Regions from separate parts of the Sus scrofa genome. Here region 1 is linked to region 2. A link is a contact called in public promoter capture Hi-C data. All regions are on one chromosome and are shown on one strand. Each heading gives the region's core, a stretch centred on a gene start, on an enhancer-like site or on the middle of the called end of the contact. The rest is flanking DNA. Distances are from core to core; before and after follow the strand shown. Region 1 holds the start of ZNF615 (zinc finger protein 615). Region 2 overlaps LOC100737585.

Region 1 (5,992 bases), core at 1,107-3,606, 47 kb before region 2:
GCCCTTGCTCAGTGGGTTAACGATCCGGCATTGCCGTGAGCTGTGGTGTAGGTTGCAGACGCGGCTCGGATCCCGAGTTGCTGTGGCTCTGGCGTAGGCTGGTGGCTACAGCTCCGATTCGACCCCTAGCCTGGGAACCTCCATATGCCGCGGGAGTGGCCCAAGAAATGGCAAAAAGACAAAAAAAAAATACTTCTCAAAATAATTGAGGACATGAAAAAGAGAAAGAGAAATGGTAATGGAGAAGGGAAATGCAAGGAAATAAGATGTTTAAATGCAGTATTTTACCCTGGGTTGAATCCTAGGACAGGAAAAGGACAGTAGTGGAGAAATGTGAAATCCATGTAGAATTTGTAATTTAGTTGAATATTATACCAATGGTTTTTAAAACAAATTTTAGGAGTTCCCATCGTGGTGCAGTGGTTAACAAATCCAACTGGGAACCATGAGGTTGCGGGTTCAGTCCCTGGCCTTGCTCAGTGGGTTCAAGGATCTGGCATTATCTTGAGCTGTGGTGTAGGTTGCAGATGCGGCTCGAATCCCGCATTGCTGTGGCTCTGGCGTAGGCCTGCGGCTACAGTTCCGATTAGACCCCTAGCCTGGGAACCTCCATATGCCGTGGGAAGCAGCCCTGGAAAAGGCAAAAATACAAAAATAAATGAATAAATAAATTTTAGTGGAGTATATTTGACTTAGAAAGTTGTGTTAGTGTCATACCAGTGTTAATCTCTCCATTTGACAAATGTACCATGATTATATAAAATATTCATATGAGAGGTAGTCAAATGAAGGTCCATGTACACACGTTGTAGTACTTTGTGACGTCTATGTAAGTCTAAATTTTCTCCAAATTAAAAGCTTATTTAAAGTAGGTATAATATATATATCAGTTATATGTCAATATAGATGTAAAAAAGGATGTAATCTAATTTCATCTCGCATTATAAACATGTTTCCATATTATAAAATGTTTTAGATATTCATGGCTATAATAATACCATGGGTGAATAAGTTGGATGATAATTTCAGCCACATTAAAGTATCCGTTAAACTGGGGTGTCCTTGAATAACAACATATTCAATTATGCTCAGTTTACATTATGATCCTCTTATTATCCAAAATCTTACATTCTTACCACAAGATTTGTTGTGCTATTTTTCTTGTATGTCCCAGACATCCTCACTTATTTTTAATCCTAGGTAGTTTATAATTTTGCAGTTGTAGGGATTTTTTGTTTGTTTGTGTGCGTGTTTGTTTTTTAGGGCCGCACACATGGCATATGCAAGTTCCCACGCTAGGGGTTGAATCGGAGCTACAGCTGCCAACCTACACAGCCTCAGCAATGCAAGATTGTTGCGAGACATGTTTTTATAATATTTTCTTAGCCTCTTTGCTGAAAACTCCATCTTGTCCGTCCTTACTTTGTCCCGTCTTCCTGCTTGAGAAACAGTCAGGGTGATGGTAAATGACTTAAGCTTAAGAACAAAGATCTAAAGGCATGGGTTATTCGCGGGGTCAGCAAAAGTAACTGGATAGTTGTTTTATTATTGTTGGATTTTGATAACTCTTTATAAATGCTGAATATAAGTCCTTTATCAGATGTTAAATATGTAAATATTTTCTCCTAATCTCTGGCGCTACTCATTACTTTCTTAAAGTTGTGTTTAGAAATACAAAGGTTTGGAGTTCCAGTGATGGCGCAGCGGAAACAAATCTGACTAGGAACCATGAGGTTGCAGGTTCGATCCCTGGCCTCACTCAATGGGTTGAGGATCTGGCATTGCCATGAGCTGTGGGATGTCCATTTACTGAATGCATTGCCTTTTCTTTTTCCAGGAGTTCCTTCTCTGCTGCTATACCAACCGCTGAACTTTTGGTCCATTGCAAACCTGCCTCTCTCGGTTTAAAATACACACTGTAAAATAAAGCCCATGGCAATATTCCTTTTCTGCCCAGTCCGCAAAACGAAGTTTAGGTAACTCCACATTTGCTTCACAAACCTTGAGTCTCTAAAAATCTGCTAATTTCTGAAGAGTCGAAGTGCCAGGAAATTAGATAAATTCAGCGGCGTCTTGCCTTCCCTGCCATCCCTGACTCTGGGAACCCAAACCCACCCCTTGGCCTTCCGTACGTCAGGCGTCCCAACATGGCCGCTCACTGGGTCCTCTGCAACTTGGGCGCGGACATATTGCCTCACTAAGAGCTGCCGGAAATCCGGTCTTCCGCGTTTCCCCAAACGCTTCAGACCCTCTTCGGCCGCCATAGGCGGACGAAAACACTGGGGAGACGGAGTAGAAATTGTTCTTGAAAGCGTTACCTTTAGACTCTCGTGGGAGGGAGAAAGTCCGGTCAGTGTGTGCATTTGTCCCGTGAAGTTTTGTGTGTTTTTTGTCCCATAGGAGGTGACGTCACGCCCACTGGTTGGACGTGGTGTAGTGTGGACAGAGTTATTGGAGGGTTTGGGGAAAGCGCCATGGTGAAGGTGTTTGAGAGGAGCGAGGAGAGCGTCTGCCGCGTCAGTCAGGTTGGGGTACCTTGGGCGGTGGTCGTTAAAACGATTAAGAATTTGCAGAGATCATGGACTGTGTCTCCACTCTCAGGGTCTGGGCGTCTTTGCAGGTCGCTCTGTTAAGGATGCAGGTGGCATTTATGATGATCACGGTTCAGGTTGAGGTTCGGGAACGGGGCTCAGTGATATTCGTGCCGTGGTTGATGGTTTTCACATGGGGGTGTCTGTCCCAGGTTTCGTATTAATGATGAGATGTGCAGTCACTGTCTCTGGTACAGAGAGGCTTGTTAGAGCTGAAGCTATGGACGCCTAGGATTTCTGACTGGTGGTTTGACAAGTTCCAACCTGGGCGGATGGGTGGGAAGACGTTACAGTCCGGAGGAGTTTGAAACGACGTTTTTTCGCTTTTTATTCAGGGGTTGAGTAACTGCAGAGAGTTACTAATCCTGCCAAGCCAATCTCTTGTGTTTCTCTTTGTCTGCTTTCGCCCTGCAAAGGCAGAATTGGGTCCTTGTGACAGATTTTTAAATTTTTTAAAGTTTTTATAGTTTTTTTTGGCCGTGCCTGCGGCATGGGAAAGTTCCTGGGCCAGGGATGGAATCCAAGCCACAGCAGTGACAACGTAGGATCCTTAACCCGCTGAGCCACCGGCGAACTCCCTTTGTGACAGATCTTAACCCTCAAAGGAGAAATATATACTATCTATCCCTTTGTAGAAAACGTTTGCTAATGCCTGCCTTCACCCACTTAACATACAGCAGCGTTCACTTGCTTATTTGCCTGACACACATTCACACTTTCTTACTTGCTAATAGAATCTCTATTTTATTTATTCGTCTAGCCTTCTGGCAGGATATATGGCAATACTAATCAGTCATAGTTAATTATAGTGGTTCCAGTTGCCATTGCTAGTGATCAAATTAGTATGAAATGAGCTTAGGTTTTTTTTTAATCTTTTTAGGGCCGCCCCCGCAGCATATGGAGATTCCCAGTCCAGGGGTAGGATTGGGCATGTAGCTGCTGGCCTACGCCAAAGTCACAGCAACGCTGGATCCTTAACCCACTGAGCAAGGTCAGGGATTGAACCTGTGTCCTCATGGCTGCTAGTCAGATTTGTTTCCGCTGAGCCGCGACGGAAACTGTGAAATGAGCTTAAGTATATGGTGCAGTTCTAGCCAGCAATCTACGTAAAAATCTGCTGGGGGATTTGTGGGGGTAACATTACTTTTACAGAAGTAATTCTTTGAATCTCTTTTTCTATGTTGATGATATTTTCTGAATAGAACCTTCATTTTCTGTCCAGTTTCTAATTCATTCTTATCTCAATGCATTGGCTCTACTCTCCATTACAGTGTAGCAAAGCAAGTGGGGATAGTGGACGTCTATGTCCTGTTGACTCTCCTAAAATTCACCTGCTATATTGTCTGGAGTTAAGATGTTTCTATGAGGGTAAGATCATAAAATTATGAATTCATCCAGGATTTCAAATGTAATGACATAAAAACATTCATTGTATTCTTTCAAGACAGAAGAGTTTGTATTTTATCTGGTTTATGTCCTCTGTTAATTCCTTATATTCTTCATTTGCAGCAGGTATCTATCTCACTACTAATGTATATGTCTTATTGGTGGTCTTTTTTTTTTTTTTTCCTTTGGCTGTGCCTGAGGCATGTGGAAATTCCAGGGCCTAGGATTGAACTTGCGCCACAGCAGAGACCCAAGCTGTTGTGGTGACAATGCTGGATCCTTAAGCTGTTGAGCTGCAAGAGAACTCCCTTATTCTTTTTTTTTTTTCCTTAGGGCCTCACCTTGCTAGGGGTCAAATTGGTGTTGTAGTTGCTGACCTACACCACAGCAACGCCAGATCTGAGCCATTTCTGCCAGTTAAACTACAGCTCATGGCAATGCCGAATCCTTAACCCACTGAGCCTGACCAGGGATGAAACCTGCATCCTCATGAATACTAGTCAGGTTCATAACCTGCTGAGCCACGATGGGAACTCCCCCTTATTGGTCTTCTTAAGAACAGGCTTTTTTAAAAAAATTATTTTATTGGGAGTTTCCGCTATGGCTCAGCAGAAACAAGACTAGTATCCATGAGGATGAAGGTTCCATCCCTGGCCCCACCCAGTGGGTTAAGAATTCGGCATTGCCATGAGGTGTGGTGTAGGTCACAGACGCGTCTCAGACCCTGCCTTGCTGTGGCTGTGGTGTAGCCGGCAGCTGTAGCTCTGATTCAGCCCCTAGCCTGGGAACTTCCATATGCCACAGGTGTGGCCCTAAAAAGCAAAATAAAATTAAAAAAAAAAATAAGGAGTTCTCGTTGTGATGCAGCGGAAAAATCCGACTAGGAACTATGAGGTTGTGGGTTCGATCCCTGTCCTCGATCAGTGGGTTAAGGATCTGGCATTGCCGGGAGCCATGGTGTAGGTTGCAGACGTGGCTCAGATCCTGCGTTGTTGTGGCTGTGGCGTAAGCTGGCAGCTGTAGCTCTGATTGGACTCCTAGCCTGGGAACCTTCATATGCTGCAGGGACAGCCTTAAAAAGCAAAAAAAAAAAAAAAAAAAAAAAAAAAGTTATTGAAGTATAGTTGCTTTATAACGTTGTGTTAATTTTTTGCTATACATACATAGATTGGTAGATAGATACACATTCCTTTTCTTTTTTCTTTCTTTCTTCTTTTTTTTTTTTGTCTTTTGTCTTTTTAGGGCCCCACCCGCAGAATATGGAGGTTCCCAGGCTAGGGGTCGAATTGGAGCTGTAGCCACTGGCATACACCAGCGCCACAGCAACTTGGGATCCGAGCCGTGTCTGCAGCCTACACCACAGCTCACGGCAATGCCAGATCTTTAACCCACTGATCGAGGCCAGGGATTGAACCCGCAACCTCATGGTTCCTAGTCTGATTTGTTTCCGCTGTGCCACGATGGGAACTCTTTTTTTTTTTTTTTTTTTTAACACTCCTTTTCATGTTCTTTTCCATTCTGGTTTTTCACAGGATTTGAATCTAATTCCCTGGGCTGTGCAGCAGGACCTTGTTGTTTATCCTTTCTGTATGGGATAGTTTGTTTACATTTGCTAATCCCAGCCTCCCAATCTGAACCTAGCCCTTGGCCCACCCTTGGTTCCTCTCAAATGCTTCCACCTTGGCACTTCCCCAGACCCTCCAGCCATTCCGTGAGGCCACACTACACCACCTCCACCCTGTGGACTTCATGTCACTTTCAGGGACAGATTTCCCATGGGACAAAAAACACCCAAAATTTCAAGGGACAAATAAATGCACACGGACCAATGTATCCCTTCCCCACTTCCCTCCTTCCTCTTTGCTTTTTTGTTTTGTTGTTTTGTCTTTTTTGCCATTTAGCTGTGGCCCCCGGCCTACACCAGAGCCACAGCAACTTGGGATCCGAGCCACATCTGCAAGCTACACCACAGGTCACGGCAACGCCAGAACCTTGACCCACTGAGCAAGGGCAGG
Region 2 (6,310 bases), core at 2,033-4,532:
GTGACAACACTGGATCCTTAACGGGTAGGTTACCAGGAAACTCTGAGGTGACCTTTTTTTAAAAAATTTTCTTCATCAGAGTTGATTTACAGATTTCGGTCAAATTCTGCCACACAGTAGTGACCCACTTATACATATATAAACACACACACACACACACACACACACACACACACACAGAGTTTATCTCACATTCTCTTCTATCCTGTTTTGTCGCAAGTGATTGAACCTCATTGCTTATCCATTTTAAATGTAGCAAACTCCGAGTCCATCCCACTCCCCTGCCTCTGCCCCCGCCCCTGGCACTGGTAACCACAAGTCCCTTTTCCATGTCTGTGAGTCTTTTTTTGTTGCAGTGACAGTCTTTTTGTTTGTTTGTTTTTGTTTTTTAGGGCTGCACCTGCAGCATAGGGAAATTCCTGGGCTGGGGTTGAATCAGATTTGCAGCTGCCAGCCTACACCACAGCCACAGCAACACTGGATCCAAGCTGTGCCTGCGACCTGCACCGCAGCTCACAGCAAAGCCCAGTTGCTGGTGCACTGAGCGAGGCCAGGGATCAAACCTGCATCTTCATGGATGCTAGTCAGATTCATTTCTGCTGCGCCACAATGGGAACTCCTGAGGTGACATTCTTTTTATTTTTTATTTTTATCTTTTTGTCTTTTCAGGGCCGCACCCGTGGCATTTGGAGGTCCCCAGGATAGGGGGTCTAATTGGAGCTACACTTGCCGGCCTACACCACAGCCACAGCACGCCAGATCCAAGCCATGTCTTCGACCTACACCACAGCTTACGGCAGCACCGGATCCTTGACCCATTGAGCAAGGCAAGGGATTGAACCCGAAACCTCATGGTTCCTAGCTGGATTCGTTTCTATTGCGCCATGATGGGAACTCCCGAGGTGACATTCTTAAAGGAGGTTATGAAAAACCTTTGTTCACAGGGCTGTGACCCTTGAGAGCTGCCACCATTTCCAGCTTCACTGTTACCTTCGGAATTACGATATGTAGCTTTCTCCTCGTTATTCCTTCTCCCTTTCCTGGGATTAGGGCTCCTGGCTTCTCAATATCCAGAGTTCTTTCCCTTCGTCTCCTAACTGTCTGTACTTACCCACCTATCCAAATTAGAAACAGTGAGTCTTGCTCATAGGGAAGGAAATGGAAATTTGCCAGGCTGTGGCTCTCTCAGAATTCAGTCTGGAATGCTGGCTTATTGGGTAATTGACTCCTTCAGATCTGTTTTAAAGTACCAACAGTGTATTCCACGCTGAAGATACATCAGCAAACACCACAGGCGAGGGAGCAGCCTTTATGGACCTTCCAGTAGAGTGAGGGAGAGTAAATGGATTGTAAGTCAGCAAGTGGTAAGTCCTCCCAAGAAAAATAAAGCCTAGTAATAGTAATTGATAGTAATGTACTGGTAATAATGGGGGCGGTCCCCCCTAATCAGCGCTTCTGGGTATAATTGAGCAAAGACTCAAGTATTGCGGGGAGTCACCCACGACTATATTTGTAACCAGTGAACATCCCAGGACTGTTTCTAATGATTCTTTACGACAGGCTTCCTGACTCAGATTCTCGGAAACTGAATGCAGATCTCCCAGCCATATTCCACTCCTAAACCAGAACTCTTGGGGCTGGAGTTGTTTTTTTTTTTTTTGCTTTTTCTAAAAATTTAATTTTTTTATTACTCAATGAATTTATTACATTCATTTATAATTGTACAATGATCATGACAATCCAATTTTATAGGATTTCCATCCCACAGCCCCGGGTTTGGAGTTTTTTGCAATGTCCCACACCTAATTTTGACATTCTTTGCCCCAATCTTAGATTAATGCCCATCACCACTTGCAGGTTATGAGACGTTATGATGAGATGGATTTGGGCTGTGTTTTTCCCATTGACTCCAGACCTGTACTGGCACCACTTCTGGGGGCCTTTTCCTGAGTTGCCAGTCCCAATCACAACTGAGGCTGGCTAGCCCCAGCAGCTCTTTTCCCTTCTCTCTCAATCTTTTTTTTTTTTTTTCCCTTGTCTTTTCTAGGGCTGCACCTGTGGCATATGGAGGTTCCCAGCTAGGGGTCTAATGGGAGCTGTAGCAGCAGGCCTACACCCCAGCCACAGCAACGGAGGATCCGAGCTGACCTACACCACAGCTCAGGGAACCGCCTGATCCTTAACCCACTGAGCAAGGCCAGGGATCGAACCCCCAACCTCATGGTTCCTTGTTGGATTCGTTAACCACTGAGCCACAAGGGGAACTCCCCTCTTTTCTCTTCTTAGTGGCCAGCCCCATATTGTACCAGTTTCTGGGAATCTTTTTCTGTTATTAAAAACAACTTCCTGCAAACTATTTTCCTGCCAGAAGCTTTCAGGGGCGTCTCTTTACCGAATGTATTCTCTCTCCCATTTTTAGGAGTGCGTCCTTCGTTGCCATAGAGACAACCGAACTACTCCGGTCGGAACTTTTTTTTTAAAAGATACAGGGCGGATCTTTTTTTTTTTTTTTTTTAAATACAGGGCGGATCATAGATGATGCGGCCGTATTACTTCTTCGCCTAGCCGGCTGAAAGTCATGTAGCCTGCACCATGTTAGCCTCGCGAAGCTTGAGACTGAAAATTTACCTATTTTCTGCAACAGTAGAATTGCGAGGAAATGAGAGCATCTCAGCGGCTTCTCACCTTTCCGTCCACTTCTGGCTTCTGGCTCCCAAACCCGCCCCCTGGCTTCTTGTATGTCAGGTAACCCAATATGGCCGCCCCCTTGGGCCTCGGCGAGGTGGGCGCGGACATATTGACCGGAAATCCGGTTGTCCACGTTTCTTCAAACTCTGCATTCCCTTTCGGCTGCCGTAGACGGAGCAGGACCAGTCGTAGCAGTTCACGGAAGTACGACGTTTAGGCTTCTGGTCGGTCTGGGAAAAATCAGGTTTGTGTGGTTTTGTCCCTGGGATTTTCTTTTTCTTTCTTTCTTCTTCTTCTTCTTTTTTCTAAATCACCAGTGTGGTTTTGTTTCGCCCAGGGTGACGAGTGGACTTGGTGGAGTCTGGACTTAACGGGATTTGGGGGGCAGAAGGGGAGGTTAGAAATACTGAGGTGAATGTATGTATTTAAAGGGAACCAGGTGCGAACCTGATTTGAGGGGAACCAGACGCGGGTTTTGTCTGTGGTTGGGTTTGGGGGTGTCCTGGGCGTCAGTACAATTGAGATTCTGAAGAGATCAGTGGCCTTTTCACAGGTGTCAGCGTATGGGCGTCTGCAGATCACTCCGCTTGCAGGGCGTCAGGTGGCGGTGACGTTCATCGTAGTGTCTGGTTCAGGTTGGGGATTGATTTGGGGCTTAATGGTATTGAGCCGGGGTCATCACGTGAGAGTGTGTGACCCAGATTTCTGATTAATGAGGAAGTGTGTCAGTGTCTGCGGTACCGAGAGGTTTGTCAGGGCCAAAGCTTTGGACAAGTAGGACCCCTGGCTGGGGTTTTGAGGTTTCAGCTTCGGCTGCTGGGACTGAAGGCAGTACAGGCCAGGGCAGTAGTTCAAAACCATTTGGTTTTTAGTGTTTTTTTTTTTTTTTTTTCTTCTCTGTGTGTGTGTTTTAAAAAAAATAATTTTATTGAAGTATAGTTGATTTGCAATATTACATTAATTCCTGCTGTACAGTAAAGTGATTCAACTATACACATATACATTGATTTTCATATTCTTTTCAATTATGGTTTATCACAGGCTATTGAATATAGGTCCCTGTGCCCTACAGTAGGACCTCGTTGTTTGTCCTGGTTCTTAGTTGACTACAGACCAAGGACTAAACCAGCAGTGCCCAGCTGTTTCGTATCATAGAGCAAAGGCAGAGTGTAGTCACAACAGACATTTTGGCTTGCAGATTCAAAAGCCCCTGTCTGTTCTCCTTGGAGAATATGTGTGCCAGGGCCTGCCCTCACCTCCTAATGTACAGCGTCGGGCGCTGTCGCTTAACTCCCCTGACATAAGGAACACTTTGCTCATTATCTATCCCTCCAGCAAGGTGACCTATATTCGAGTTTATTAGTAGGTCCTGGTTGCTCTTAGTCGTGTGGCTGAAGTTCCCACTGCTGGTGACTGAATTAGTCCTAAGAAATGAGCTTAGGGAGTTCCTGTCGTGGTGCAGTGGTTAACAAATCCGACTAGGAACCATGAGGTTGTGGGTTCGATCCCTGGCCTTGCTCAGTGGGTTAGGGATCCGGTGTTGCCATGAGCTGTGGTGTAGGTGGCAGATGCGGCTGGAATCCCGTGTTGCTGTGGCTCTGGCGTAGGCCGGTGGCTACAGCTCCGATTCAGCCCCTAGCCTGGGAACCTCCATATGCCATGGGAGCGGCCCTAGAAAAGGCAAAATGTCAACAACAACAACAAAAAAAAAGAAATGGGATTAGGTATGTGGGACATTTCTAGCCAGCTCTATATGTGTAAAAATCTATTTTGCACTTTCTGACAGAGCCTTTTCTTTTTTGAGGAAGTAATTCCTTTTTTCCATGTTGATAATGATGTTAACGAAAATAACAAATTTTCGGTGTCCTACTTTTTTTTTTTTTTTTTTTTTTTGTCTTTTTGCCTTTTCTAGGGCTGCTCCCATGGCACAAGGGGGTTCCCAGGCTAGGGGTCTAATCAGAGCTGTAGCCACCGGCCTCTGCCACAGCCACAGCCACACGGGATCTGAGCCGCGTCTGCGACCTACACCACAGCTCATGGCAGTGCCGGATCCTTAATCCACTGAGCAAGACCAGGGATTGAACCCGCAACCTCATGGTTCCTAGTTGGAGTCATTAACCACTGAGCCACCACAGGAACTCCTGTCCTCCTTTCTAGTGTTTGTAACCCATTCTCATTTCAGTGCATTGGCTCAGCTCTGCAGTACAAAGTTGAAAAGTGGGTCGACAGTGGTCATCTTTGTCTTGTTGCCTACTCATAAATTCACCTGCTCTGTTGTCCGGCATTGACATGTCTGGGGGGGGGCAAATCTAAGATTTCAAATTTAATGATATGAAGATGTTCGTAGTATTCTTTCAGACCAAACAAATCTATATTTTTTAAAAATAATACACTTCATTTTCGTTGTATCTATTTTTTTTCTTTTTACCACACCCACAGCCATGTGGGGATTTCCGGGCCAGGCATCGAACCTGTGCCACCACAGAGACAACACCGATCTTTAACCTGCCGCACCACAGCAAGAGCTCCCTCATTTTTACTGTATTTATTTTCATGGTCGTTTTCTGTTTCTGGACAAGTGATATTGATTTCATTCATTCATTCATTCATTTATGGCCAAGGTGTGCAGCGGTTTGATGTGGGGTCTAAATTCCCAGACCAGGGATTGAGCCCAGGCCACAGCAGTGAAAGCGCTGAATCCTACCCTCTAGACCACCAGGGAACTCCTCCCCCCCCCACAAAATCTGAATTTTTATCTGAGTTATAGCTCCTATTAGTTCCTTATATTCTTTATTTGCACTTTCTCTTTTGACTCCAAATATATCTATATTGTTGGTCTTTTCAGATAACAGGCTTTTAGTGTTTTTAAGCTCTTCCATTTCTTTGTTAGTGGAAGATCTACAAGTTAGTGGGTGTAACAGAAACATACGCATATATGTAGATATTACCTAGGCCAAGAAACAGAACACTGCCAGCACCCCAGTGGGGTTCTGTGAGCCTCTTGCCAGTTATATTACTTCCTCACACCTAAAGGCAGATAACATCCTGTCTGCGTGCAAGCACTTTCAGGCTTTCTTGGTGGTGTTATAGTTAATCATCCCTAATTGTTATAGTTTTGGTTTTGCCTGTTTTCAGCGGTATATCAGTGTAATTATGCACCTGCATTCTTTTCTGTTAGGCTCAATATTTGCAAAAATCATTCATCTTTTTTGCAGATAGGTTTCTTTTCTTTTTCCCCTCTGTGACAATGGTTGGGTGAATGTGTTATGTAAACATCCACACTGTCAATATTTTAGGATTTGCAAACCACAGACGTTCTCTCACATATGCTTTTTTTTTTTTTTTTGGTCTTATTTGTGATTTTAGGGCTGCACCCGTGCATATGGAGCTTCCCAGACTGGGAGTGGAATTGGACTGTAGCCACCGGCTTACACCACAGTTCACAGCAACTAGGATCCTTCACCCAATGAGTGAGACCAGGGATCGAACCGTTGTCCTCATGGATGCTAGTCGGGTTTGTTAATCACTAAGCCATGATGGGAACTCCTTTATTTTTGTTTTATAATCCTTTAAAAATGGAAAAAGCATTCTCAGCTTGCAAGCTGAACAAAGATGGTAGTTT

What was found. Promoter capture Hi-C pulls out the DNA fragments that hold promoters and counts their contacts.
Region 1: a promoter capture Hi-C map of liver shows a contact between it and region 2, with 4 times the contacts expected there. The contact joins the promoter of ZNF615 here to the enhancer-like site in region 2. A contact is called at or near these places in 3 of 5 promoter capture datasets (fetal liver, fetal skeletal muscle and liver) and 15 of 47 Hi-C or Micro-C datasets (alveolar macrophages, differentiating spermatogonia, embryonic fibroblasts and 10 more).

What each region holds. Positions count from the first base shown.
Region 1 is chr6:58,075,421-58,081,412 of Sscrofa11.1, reverse strand. It overlaps ZNF615 (zinc finger protein 615), which reads left to right and starts at 2,356. Exons shown (of 7, transcript XM_005653321.3): 1 at 2,356-2,525. The coding sequence starts at 2,475.
Region 2 is chr6:58,029,518-58,035,827 of Sscrofa11.1, reverse strand. LOC100737585 reads left to right here. Exons shown (of 14, transcript XM_013998720.2): 7 at 2,860-2,892; 8 at 3,282-3,323; 9 at 3,918-4,027. Among named protein-coding and RNA genes, the nearest start is that of ZNF615, 46 kb to the left of the region's middle. Within about 2 kb of position 3,282, at least 42 of the 83 cell types and tissues checked have an H3K27ac peak or open chromatin away from gene starts, as enhancers often do. A contact at or near this core is called in alveolar macrophages, differentiating spermatogonia, epiblast stem cells and 7 more, where this site is marked.